2 separate regions of the Zea mays genome follow, and region 2 is linked to region 1. A link is a contact called in public Hi-C data. All regions are on one chromosome and are shown on one strand. Each heading gives the region's core, a stretch centred on a gene start, on an enhancer-like site or on the middle of the called end of the contact. The rest is flanking DNA. Distances are from core to core; before and after follow the strand shown. Region 1 has its middle 14 kb from the start of LOC100383143. Region 2 has its middle 39 kb from the start of LOC103655248.

Region 1 (5,510 bases), core at 2,101-4,600:
TCGCTGTGGATTTGTGTGTGTTGCTTCCCTCCCTTACTCTGTGCTTCTTTGTGAATCTTAAGTGTAAGGGCGAGAGACTCCAATTTGTGGAGATTCCTCGCGAGTGGGATAAAGATAAGCAAGACAAAACACCGTGGTATTCAAGTGGGTCTTTGGACCGCTTGAGAGGGGTTGATTGCAACCCTCGTCCGTTGGGACGCCACAACGTGGAGTAGGCAAGTTTTGTACTTGGCCGAACCACGGGATAAATCACCGTGTCTTCTCTGTGTTGAATTCTTTGTGATTGTCGTATTGTGCAAGATCTCCTCTTTAGCCACTTGGCAATTACTGTGCTAACCCTTAACAAGTTTTTGTGGCTATAAGCTTAAGTTTTACAGGATCACCTATTCACCCCCCCCTCTAGGTGCTCTCAACAACGTTAAGCTTCCACAAGGAATTACCCTTGACTTTCTTGTGATTTTCCATGTACATTTCGAGTTCCCCCTCTATGTACTGTCCCTCGGCACTCATATATTTTGTTAAGTCATCTTGCAGCTGCATAAGAGCTATTGCATCTGCCAAATAAGGAGATGGACATGTGTCAAAAAATAAGGAGACAACAAAATCCATGAAAAACACAGCACATCAACATAGATGATGCCAAAAACTGCATTATATGTTCTCAATATTTTCAGACAAAACTCTGATGGTTAGTTCTACATTACCTGTGTCAGCTGTTATTTGGGATTTGATAAAATGCCCTTTGTCTCTAAACCATTCAGCAATAAACGGAACCCCAAAAACATTGCTTTCTTTCCAAGTCCTCATAGAAGGACACACACGAAATGATGAAGGGGCAGGTCAAACCCGCGCTCATAGAAGGACGCGAGCATGACCACCTCGCTGTCCCCGGGACAAGGCACCTCACCTTCACTTTCCAACCTCCACTCTGATGCCTCTCTCGAGGGAATGAACCCTTTCTTCTCTAGACAAAGGAGACGACTCTCCCGGATCAGGGAAACAGGGAATGACACCATCCGTGCAGTGGGCAAAGTGGACGGGCACAAGGAGGCAAGGAGGCACGACGAGAAAGCACAAGCAACTAGAGGGCTTCTAGGGGAGAAAGGAAGCAAGGGCTCGAGCGCAAGAATATGGTAAGCGAAACTAACCCCGATCACTTCCTCCTCTCTACTTATGCAGGGGATAGGGGTGACACCTGAAAAGTGGGGCCACCACAAACAACACTGACTGGGGCCACAATGGGTATCAGGCAGAAAAGACTGTGTGCCTTGCATGTTTTCACCGCCTGGGATAGAGCGCCAACGGGGCACGCCACATAGGATGCCCCAGCAACGAGCGAGGCGGTTAACCAAACCACCACTCCACCCCAACGTGATAGGGCAGGCAGGCTATTTCGCGTCCCGTCAAGCCACCCACGCCGAGCGGTGTCATGATGACCACCCATTTACCACACTACGGTAGTGATTGCATCAGACCAACCAGGTAAAAATTGAACTCATCTTAATTTCTCACGCAGAGTGAGGGGTGGATCGAGCAAGCACCCAGCGAGTCACAAGCTAGGTGATCGACCCATAGGTCATTTGCTCGCATCCACATCCAGGATAGAACCTCACATTTCTCTGCGGAAAACAGGATAACGGGGTGGCCACAAGGCCCCTCTTTGGTCGGCTATACCGACCAAAGGGCCAGAACAAGATCGAATAAGGAAGGACTAAATGAGATGCCCCTAGGGGGTCGAGCCCCCTAGTGGGACCACTCGCTGAAACTAAACCCCGCCAAAGGGTGGTCGGATCTCACTTGGATAACGTGTTTGGAGCTCGACGACCGCTTTCCCCATGCCGACTAGGTCGGTGGAGGGAGGTCCTCCCCTTGGAAAGAACCTCGAGAGAGCTTATGAGGGGAGAAGCATGATGTAATACCCCAAATTGTGGATAATAGAAGCGAAGGGATTAAGTTATATATATGGCCTTTATCTATTTATGCAAATGAGTGCTCATGTTTAAAGTAACCAAGTCAATGTATGAAATCTCTACTACTTATTAAGGCGGTAAGGGGTAGGCTGTCATTCCGTGTTCTGCCATTCCCGTTCCCCCTCCCCGCACTGTCTTTCTCATTCTCCCCTCCCCGCAAAGCCCATTCCCATTCACGGCTGCCATTCCGTGTTCTGCCATTCCCATTACCCCCTCCCCGCACAGTCTTTCTCATTCCTCCTCCCCGCAAATCTCATTCCCATTTCCACGTGCATCCCACGTCTAGCTAAAATTAAATTTAAAAAACACAAATGTGGCTCCAATAGGATTCGAGCCTGCGACCTCTCAAGCAAATGTGCTCGTAGCTACCACTACACCACATGTGTGTTTATGTCAATATCTGTTACAGTAAAATATATACTACATCTCTCCCAAAGCTCACCTGCTACCTTTGCACAATGTGTAGTAGTAGATAATTATCAACGAGATTCCTGAATTATATTTTTGGATGAAGGGAGTAGTATTTAAAAAAGAGCCTTGCATGCAATTTCTTTTGTTTGAGTAATGTTTTCAACTTAAATTCTTTTTTATATGTGTGACATTTATTCTCCGTAATATTTTTCCATGGCTCTGACTTGTGAGTCATTTTCATAAACCAACGCCAAAGATGAATCCATGTTTCTTACTTGGAAACCCCGAACAAACACCACTGGCACGAGGCGCTCGCGTTAGTGTCGCTCATCGACGACGAAAAGAAGCTTGGCGACTGTCAACATCTTCCTCAACAAACCCATGGGAACCTGTCGCTACAGATGCGCCAAACCCACCGTGGGGGAGGGGGTAGCTCGGAGTCTTGGGCTGAACCGGCTAGACTCCTGCCCTAGGGGGTATATACGCGGCCCTCTGACTCTCCCCGCTCACCCACCTTAAGCCGCCAGGAGCCGTATTCGCCTGAGATCCACTGTCGAGTGTGGGAGAGGTCAGCCACCGAGGAAGCTTCGATTTACCGGTGTTGGGCCTCCGGTGCGTGTCGGGGGTACACCATGGGAGCTGGGGAACTTGCAGGGTGCATCCGTGCGTGGTGGTGCTGACAAGAGCATGGTGAATTTCACGCCGACGCAAGCTCTGCATCGCAGTGTCGCCCTTCACCGAGAACATGAACCTCCACGCCCCTCCCATGATAAGGGTCATCTCCATTGATTTCCCATCGCCCTCACGACATGTAAACACAATTAGGTAGGCACGTAGGGCACTGGGGCACCTGATCGGTGTGCTCGCCGGAACTCTCAGATGCGGCGGCACACAACCACCATGTTCTGCGCTGGGTGCAGCAGAAGCTCAGACAACCGCTGATCTCCTGACGGGTGGCTCTGATGCGGCCGCAGGCGTACCCTTTGGCCTAATTAATCTGCACCCTCGGATCGATATCTGGTGGTTCCGAATAGGTTTAGATTCATTAAATCTTATTTGTTGATCCTAGATCTGACGTGCGGCGACGCATATCGGTTTGGTAAAAGCTGAAATCTATCCAGGCCACGTGATCCAAATCCAACGGATTGATCGCGCCAATACCCCTTCAGCCGACCCCGTTTTGCAAAAGGGTCCTGGGGGTTTTAGTAAAACAACCCGCCATCCTCTGGTCGTAGTAATTAATCACAGACAAGTCCTATTTTCTTAATATTTTAGCCATGAACTTTCCAATAATAGTGTCCACGGTCCAGTCAGCTTATAATTATGTAAAAAGATTCTAAAATTGAATTTCTAGTATAGAATTAATTCATTAATATTAGAAAATCCATAACTCTCTCTTTTTAACTCAGATTTTAGTGGTTCTCGAACCTAGAGTTCCGTCTCGACACATAGAACAATATTATACAATTTATTCTCATGTTTGGTGTGATGATAATTTTTGCCTATACCATATTTGTATGCATTGTTGCGAGTAGATGAGCAAGTGATTGAGGAACCCGGAACCCAGCAGGTGGAGAACTCTGAGTAGGAGCTCGTTGAAGGCAAGTTGTATCCTTGATCACTTCTATTTACCCAATAATGTTCGTTTTAATTATTATGATCTGCATAGGTTAATTTTGATGGGACCTAATAGGTCACCCTAATTTGGTCATCTTTATACCTTGATTACCACTGAACTTTTGGGTAGCATATGTTATTGCTTTATGTGGTTTTGGGTGTTAAGATACACATTATTTATGATCATGATATTTATTGTCAATGAGTTATTTACTGTTTATGATAAGATCATTATGTTAATGGGAATATGGAGAACCACCCGGGAAAACAGTGCTACCACAAGGGTGGTATGGGACGCCCTTGACTGACTAATTAGGAAAGCTGGTGGTGGACTACCTTACCTGAAAGGGGCAAGGGCGGTAGGGGAGTTGTCAGTATAGGGTGGTTCTTGGGTTGATCATGCTGCGATGGCTTTTCAGACGAGGGATTCCTATATTGCTCTCCTCAGAAACCATAGCGGGTTTTCTGAAGCTAGTGGAACTTTGTAAATGCCTCGTAGTGCTACCCTGCCTCGCCTCCTCGGTAGAGGTGTATGGGGTCCGTATAACCCCATGGCAGATGGGTAACACGACTTGTGTGTAAAGATGTGCAACCTCTGCAGAGTGTAAAACTGATATATCAACCATGCTCACGGTCAAGAGCGTCTCAGACCCTCACATGAGTAACTTATGAAATTAAACTTAATTGGTCATTTGCATCACATTGTGGTTTATTATTAATTATGATCTCTGATTTATTTGGGTTGCTATTTACTTATACTTAGTAACTGCTAATAAAATTTGACCAACTTATTAAAAGCAATGCATTGCCTTAACCATTATTTGTTGATTAGCCTGACACTATACATGGGCCCCCACTTTTGTGAGCTCATGCACATTATTCCCCACACTTGTTGAGCGATGAACTTTTGTGAGCTCACTCTTGCGATAAAACTCTTCCCCTACAGGTGAAGAGCAGGTAGCCTAGGAGGAGGACTACTACGAGGAGTATGACGAGGTCTAGGAGTCGTCTCCCAGTCGACTTAATGGCATCAAGGAAATAATATTAGTTCGCTTTATTTATTATTAGCATTTTGTAAGACATTCTCATTTTGTAATAATATTTGTGACATTTATCTCTATACACTTGGTCATTGTATGTGTTGTTATTCTTTAGCGCACATATGATACACACCCGGGTTTGCCTCCTTAAATCTGGGTGTGACAAAAGTGGTATCAGAGGAAATGTTGACTGTAGAACGAAACCTAGATCGAACTGGACAAGACCCTTGCCTACTTACCTTTACTCTGGTTCTTTCTATACTTTTCTTGGTCATGGCGCACCTTTAGTTGTTCCACTCTGACTACTCTTATCTTTTCTACTCTAGAAAGACAGAAAGGATTTAAAACCTTGGAATCATATATTTATGAATCCCTATAGAGATAGGAGACCTAAGACAAAAGAAAATTTTATTCTCTTTTATCGATATTTAAGTGTTTGGATGTTTGTTCTGATGATAAATGCTTGATTTGC
Region 2 (5,510 bases), core at 1,252-3,751, 190 kb after region 1:
CGTCAGCGCGTTCGTTAGGGTTTTGAGCAGTTGACCGTTGGAGCGTCTTGTCGTCTTGCTACACCGGACAGTCCGGTGCCACACCGGACAGTCCGGTGACCTCTGACTTCTGTGCGACACTGTTCACCACTGTAGACTCTGCACAGTCGACCGTTGGCGCGCAGAGAGCCGTTGCTCCGCTGGCTCACTGAACAGTCTGGTGAATTATAGCGGAGGGCACCACTGAATTCCCGAGAGTGGCTGGTTTGGTTCTGTACGGGCCTGGTGCACCGGACAGTGTCCGGTGCGCCAAAGATCAGCACACTCAAGTCCTTTGCTCCATTTTTGATTGTGTCCCTAACTGGATTTCTTTCTTGGTTTGTGTTGAACCTTATGCACCTGTGATAGATGATTTCTAGACAAACTAGTTAGTCCACGTGGTTTGCGTTGGACGTCAACCACCAAAATTGATTATAGGAAATGATTAAGTCCATTTCCCTTTCACTTATCTCTCCTTCGCGACGTGATTACTTTCCCTCTCTGTTGTCCTCTCTCGGTGGCAGCACGGAGTCGTCGGTGGATGTGCAGGTGCTCAGTGATGCGATGACCGGTTTTATAGGGGCGAGCAAAGCGTACCTGGCGGAATCTCAAAGCTCTCGGCGGTGGTTGAGATGCTCGCAATAGCCAAGGGAAGGGGAAGCCACCGGTGTCATGGGCCCACCCACCAGCGCCTGAGCGCGACCGCGTGCGGAGCGCCACAACGTTGAGGGTCCACCTAGCAGGCTGTGTGAGGGCGCACACGAGGTGGCCACAGGAGCTCGACCCTTGGGGTCCACCTGCCAATGTTGGGTGAGGCTCGACTGTTGTGATGGGCTGGGAAGAGTGAGTGGAGAAAGGTTATTGGGCCTGACTGAGGGAGGGAATCGGCACAGGTAGTGGCAAACCTTCTCTTTTTTCCTTTCTTATTTCCTATTTTTATTTTGATTTACCTTTCCAATTTCAGTTTTCCAATTCTAATTCAAGTTCAAATTTTATTTAGAGTTCAGATTTCAAGATTATATGCATCACATAAAACTCAACATGAATACAAAGGTTTTAATTTATTTTAATTTATTTATTATCTTGCTCATGCACATAAATGCTTCTAACTCTATATGTAATTCAATACTAATAGTTTTATCTAATAAACACTTTTACTCAATAATGGAATATATTTTTTGTTTACTTAAATTCAATTCCAGTGTTAGTATTCAAAAATCTAAATTTTCCATTAATTTGTCTTAGGAGATTATTCTAAAAGGTAAGGAAATCCTTATAAAGGTATATTTTAGATTTTAAATCTTTAGAGGATTTTCTTAAATGACAAAATAGGATTTTAGGGTGTTACAAATAAGGTCCCACTAGTCAGCGGTTCTAGAAACCATGATAGTATCCGGACCCCGCGGTTCGGGTCACCTCCCAGCTGACGAACTGTCGGGCCATTATCATTCACGGTCGACATGGTGGCCATGAGCCCTGATCTAAGGCCTTGGTCATCACATAATGTAGAGACATCCTAGGGGAAAAATATGCTCTAGAATAAAGGCCTCACTAGATATCTCGTTGTTCAAAAGCTCCAGCTCCTCCTAGGTCAAATCGGAATTGTCCTCACGCACGATCCGGTAGCAGTCAAGCGAAACGGTGAACTAGCAAGACAACTGCGACCTCTGATGAAACGGCATGATCCGCGCTTCTGGAAATCGCTGAGCATACATGTCAATGTAAGACCTTTCGATGCTAGGGCCTTGATCCTGTCTATCATGGGGTCGAACACCATCGGTAGAGGCAGTCTACCCCTCTAGAACTTACGGTCGGTGGTCGGCCCCTCGGTCGACAGGATGAGGCATTCACTAGCCTCGGTCCTGGCATTCACCCAATCATGTCTCCAATCCTCCTGTTTCCCGCCAGCAAGGGTCTTGACGTAGAAAATGGATGGATCGGGCCTCGTTTGGAAGTAGTAAGCACCAAGCACGTCCCTTCCCTTCTCTGACTTCACTAACACGAAGAAATGGTGGAAAAGTGAAGTGCAAGGGTGCTGCCCCACGAACATCTCTCACAAGTGGATGAAGATGGCCACCTAGAGGATGGAGTGGGGGGTAAGGTGTTGAAGTTGGAGGTCGTACTCATCCAGCAGTAGCATAAAGAAGGAGGAATTGGTAGTGCAAGCCAAGCAGACATGTTGGAGATAAAAAGGACGAACTCCCTTGGCTACAAGGCACCCAATGGTAGCATCCCCGCATGGATTCTGCTGGCGTGCTCCGGTGAAGTCCACCCCAGCAGACGACACACCTTATCAAGGTCGCATTGGGTTTGGAATCGGCGAGGATGAATAAGGGAAGCCATGACGTTGGTGGCGGCGCAAACAAAGGACGAGGAAGAGCGCATGTTTGGAGATGAAGCAAATGCGGAAAGGTAACCGCAATACACTGTATGAATCCTTTTCTAGGCAGACTCTCCCGCACTCACCCCTGGATCGCCGCGCAAAATCTCAGGAGACGTCACCCGGGACCCAGGTACCCTATCTATGACATGAGGGCCAGATCTATCAGTCGTGCAAAAGAAATGCTAGAAACAAGTGCAATAAATACTTTCTTGGTTCCACCGCAACAGTCAAAACCATTTTGACCACCAAAGCGGTGTTGAAGCATCGCTCACATGACCTGGAGACCCATCCTGCATGAGGGTCACATGTCAGTCAGCCGCTACGACGGAACGATGGGAAAAGGGTTAACGGATGGCACAACAATGGGCACGCCACCTCTGTATGGTTATCAAAAGGTCGTTTGAAACAATATTGTCGATTATGGCCCACCTGCGGGTTCGGGACCTCACCCAAGTGTAACACCCTAAACTTTGGGGTATAAAAATTACTTTGCTCTATACTCAAAATTCAGGAGTTATCCTCTCTTTTCCTTGCTTTTCTTTTCTTTTTTCTAAATAATGAAGAGTTATTATATATATATAGGCATAAACCTAATAAAATAAAACCCTAGAGTAGTTTTGCTTGTTGTATTCATGTTGTTGCATAGTATTTATGAGCGCAAAATTCTTCAAAACATGTTAATTTATTTTGAGGGTGCTACATTTTTTAACCTTCGAAACATTTTTCGGGTATTAAACATGAATTTCAGCTTTTCTAATATTATGTCAATCCCTAAAATTTAGTGTTTGTGAAAACCAATTATTCTGAAAACCCAAAATTATATATATATATATATGGAGGGGGATATTGGGAGCCCAGGGCTTCAAATAGTTACAGGAAACCCTAGCCACCTCTGGACCGCACCTAACAACCAGGTGCATGTGGTCTGGTGCGTCCCCGCCATGCACCAGGTTAAACCTTCCCTATGACCCGGGTGGCCTCACCGCATTCACCCCACGCGCCCCTACATGCACATTTGTTTCTATTTGCATGTGTGGGCGCATTTGTTTCTATTTGCTTGCGTGAAAATTTTGGAAGGCATGCACACAATTTAGAAACTGGATTGGCATGCGTGGAAACGAAAATTCTGATTTAAATGCTTTATTCTGTCCATAAATAGAATCTCTATAACAGTCATGCAGTTAGGTCGTTAGAAACATTTTATTATATATACCAACACAAATTATGCTACACATGAATGTATTTATGCATTACGGTACGCTACGTAAAATCAGTTTCCTAGTGCATGTGCACAAATTTAGGATGACAAGAACATGCGTTGAGAGAAAATGAATTGCCATGCAATGAAACCAAAAAATCTGATTTAAATGTTTTATTTCCCCCATAATATGGTTCGGTACCTCATCCAAGTGCAACACCCTAATTTTTGGGTATAAAAATTTCTTTGCTCTATACTCAAAATTCAGGACCTCTTTTTCTTGCTTTTCTTTTCTTTTTTTAAATAATAAAGAGTTATTATATGTATAGGCATAAACCTAGTAAAATAAAACCCAAGAGTAGTTTTGATTGTTGTATTCATGTTGTTGCATAGTATTTGTGAGCGCAAAATTCTTCAAAACATGTTAATTTATTTTGAGGGTGTTTCATTTTTTGAACCTTAGAAATATTTTTCGAGTATTAAACGTGAATTTCAACTTTTCTGATATTATGTCAATCCCTAAATTTTAGTGTTTGCGAAAACCAATTATTCCGAAAACCCGAAATTATATATATATATATATATATATATATAGAGAGAGAGAGAGAGAGAGAGAGAGAGATATTGGGAGTCTAGGGCTTCAAATAGTTACACGAAGCCTAGCCACCTCTGGACCGCACCTAACAACCAGGTGCATACGGTCTGGTGCGTCTCTCACCATGCACCAGGTCAAACCTTCCCTCTAACCCGGCTGGCCTCACCGCATCCACCCCCACGCGCCCCCGCATGCGCATTTGTTTCTATTTGCATGTGTGGGCGCATTTGTTTCTATTTGCATGCGTGAAAATTTTGGAAGGCATGCACACAATTTAGAAAATGGATTGGCATGTGTGGAAACGAAAAATCTGATTTAAATGCTTTATTTTATCCATAAATAGGATCTCTATAACAACCATGCAGTTAGGTCGTTAGAAAGATATTATATATAATACAAATTATGTTACACATGTATGTGTTTATGCAATACGGTACGCTACGTAAAATCAGTTTCCTAGTGCACGTGCACAAATTTAGGATGACAAGAACATGCGTTCAGAGAAAATGGATTAACATGCAATGAAACCAAAAAAATCTAATTTGAATGTTTTATTTCCCCCATAATTTGGTTCAGTGTCTCATCCAAATGTAACACCCTAAATTTTGGGGTATAAAAATTTCTTTGCTCTATACTCAAAATTCAGGAGTTACCCTCTCTTTTCCTTGCTTTTCTTTTCTTTTTCTAAATAATGAAAAGTTATTATATATATAGGCATAAACCTAGTAAAATAAAACCCTATAGTAGTTTTGATTGTTGTATTCATGTTGTTGCATAGTATTTATGAGCGCAAAATTCTTCAAAACATGTTAATTTATTTTGAGGGTGTTTCATTTTTTGAACCTTCGAAACATTTTTCGGGTATTAAACGTGAATTTCAACTTTTCTGATATTATGTCAATCCCTAAATTTTAGTGTTTGTGAAAAACAATTATTCTGAAAACCCGAAATTATATATATATATGGAGGGAGATATTGGGAGTCCAGGGCTTCAAATAGTTACAGGAAGCCCTAGCCATCTCTTGACCGCACCTAACAACTAGGTGCATGCGGTCTGGTGCGTACCCACGCCATAAACCAGATCAAACCTTCCCTCTGACCCGGCTGGCCTGACCGCATCCACCCCCACACACCCCTGCACGCCCATTTGTTTCTATTTGCATGTGTGGGCGCATTTGATTATATTTGCATGCGTGAAAATTTTGGACAGCATGCACACAATTTAGAAAATGGATTGGCATGCAAGGAAACGAAAAATCTGATTTAAATACTTTATTCTATCCATAAATAGGATCTCTATAACAATCATGCAATTA

The links. Hi-C and Micro-C count contacts between places; a contact is called where the count stands out from the background.
Region 2: a Hi-C map of ear shows a contact between it and region 1, with 3 times the contacts expected there. The contact joins two enhancer-like sites. A contact is called at or near these places in 2 of 25 Hi-C or Micro-C datasets (ear and tassel).

What each region holds. Positions count from the first base shown.
Region 1 is chr4:42,789,736-42,795,245 of Zm-B73-REFERENCE-NAM-5.0, forward strand. No RefSeq gene overlaps it. Among protein-coding and RNA genes, the nearest start is that of LOC100383143, 14 kb to the left of the region's middle. Within about 2 kb of position 3,351, at least 18 of the 20 cell types and tissues checked have an H3K27ac peak or open chromatin away from gene starts, as enhancers often do. A contact at or near this core is called in ear, where this site is marked.
Region 2 is chr4:42,978,055-42,983,564 of Zm-B73-REFERENCE-NAM-5.0, forward strand. No RefSeq gene overlaps it. Among protein-coding and RNA genes, the nearest start is that of LOC103655248, 39 kb to the right of the region's middle. Within about 2 kb of position 2,502, at least 10 of the 20 cell types and tissues checked have an H3K27ac peak or open chromatin away from gene starts, as enhancers often do. A contact at or near this core is called in ear, where this site is marked.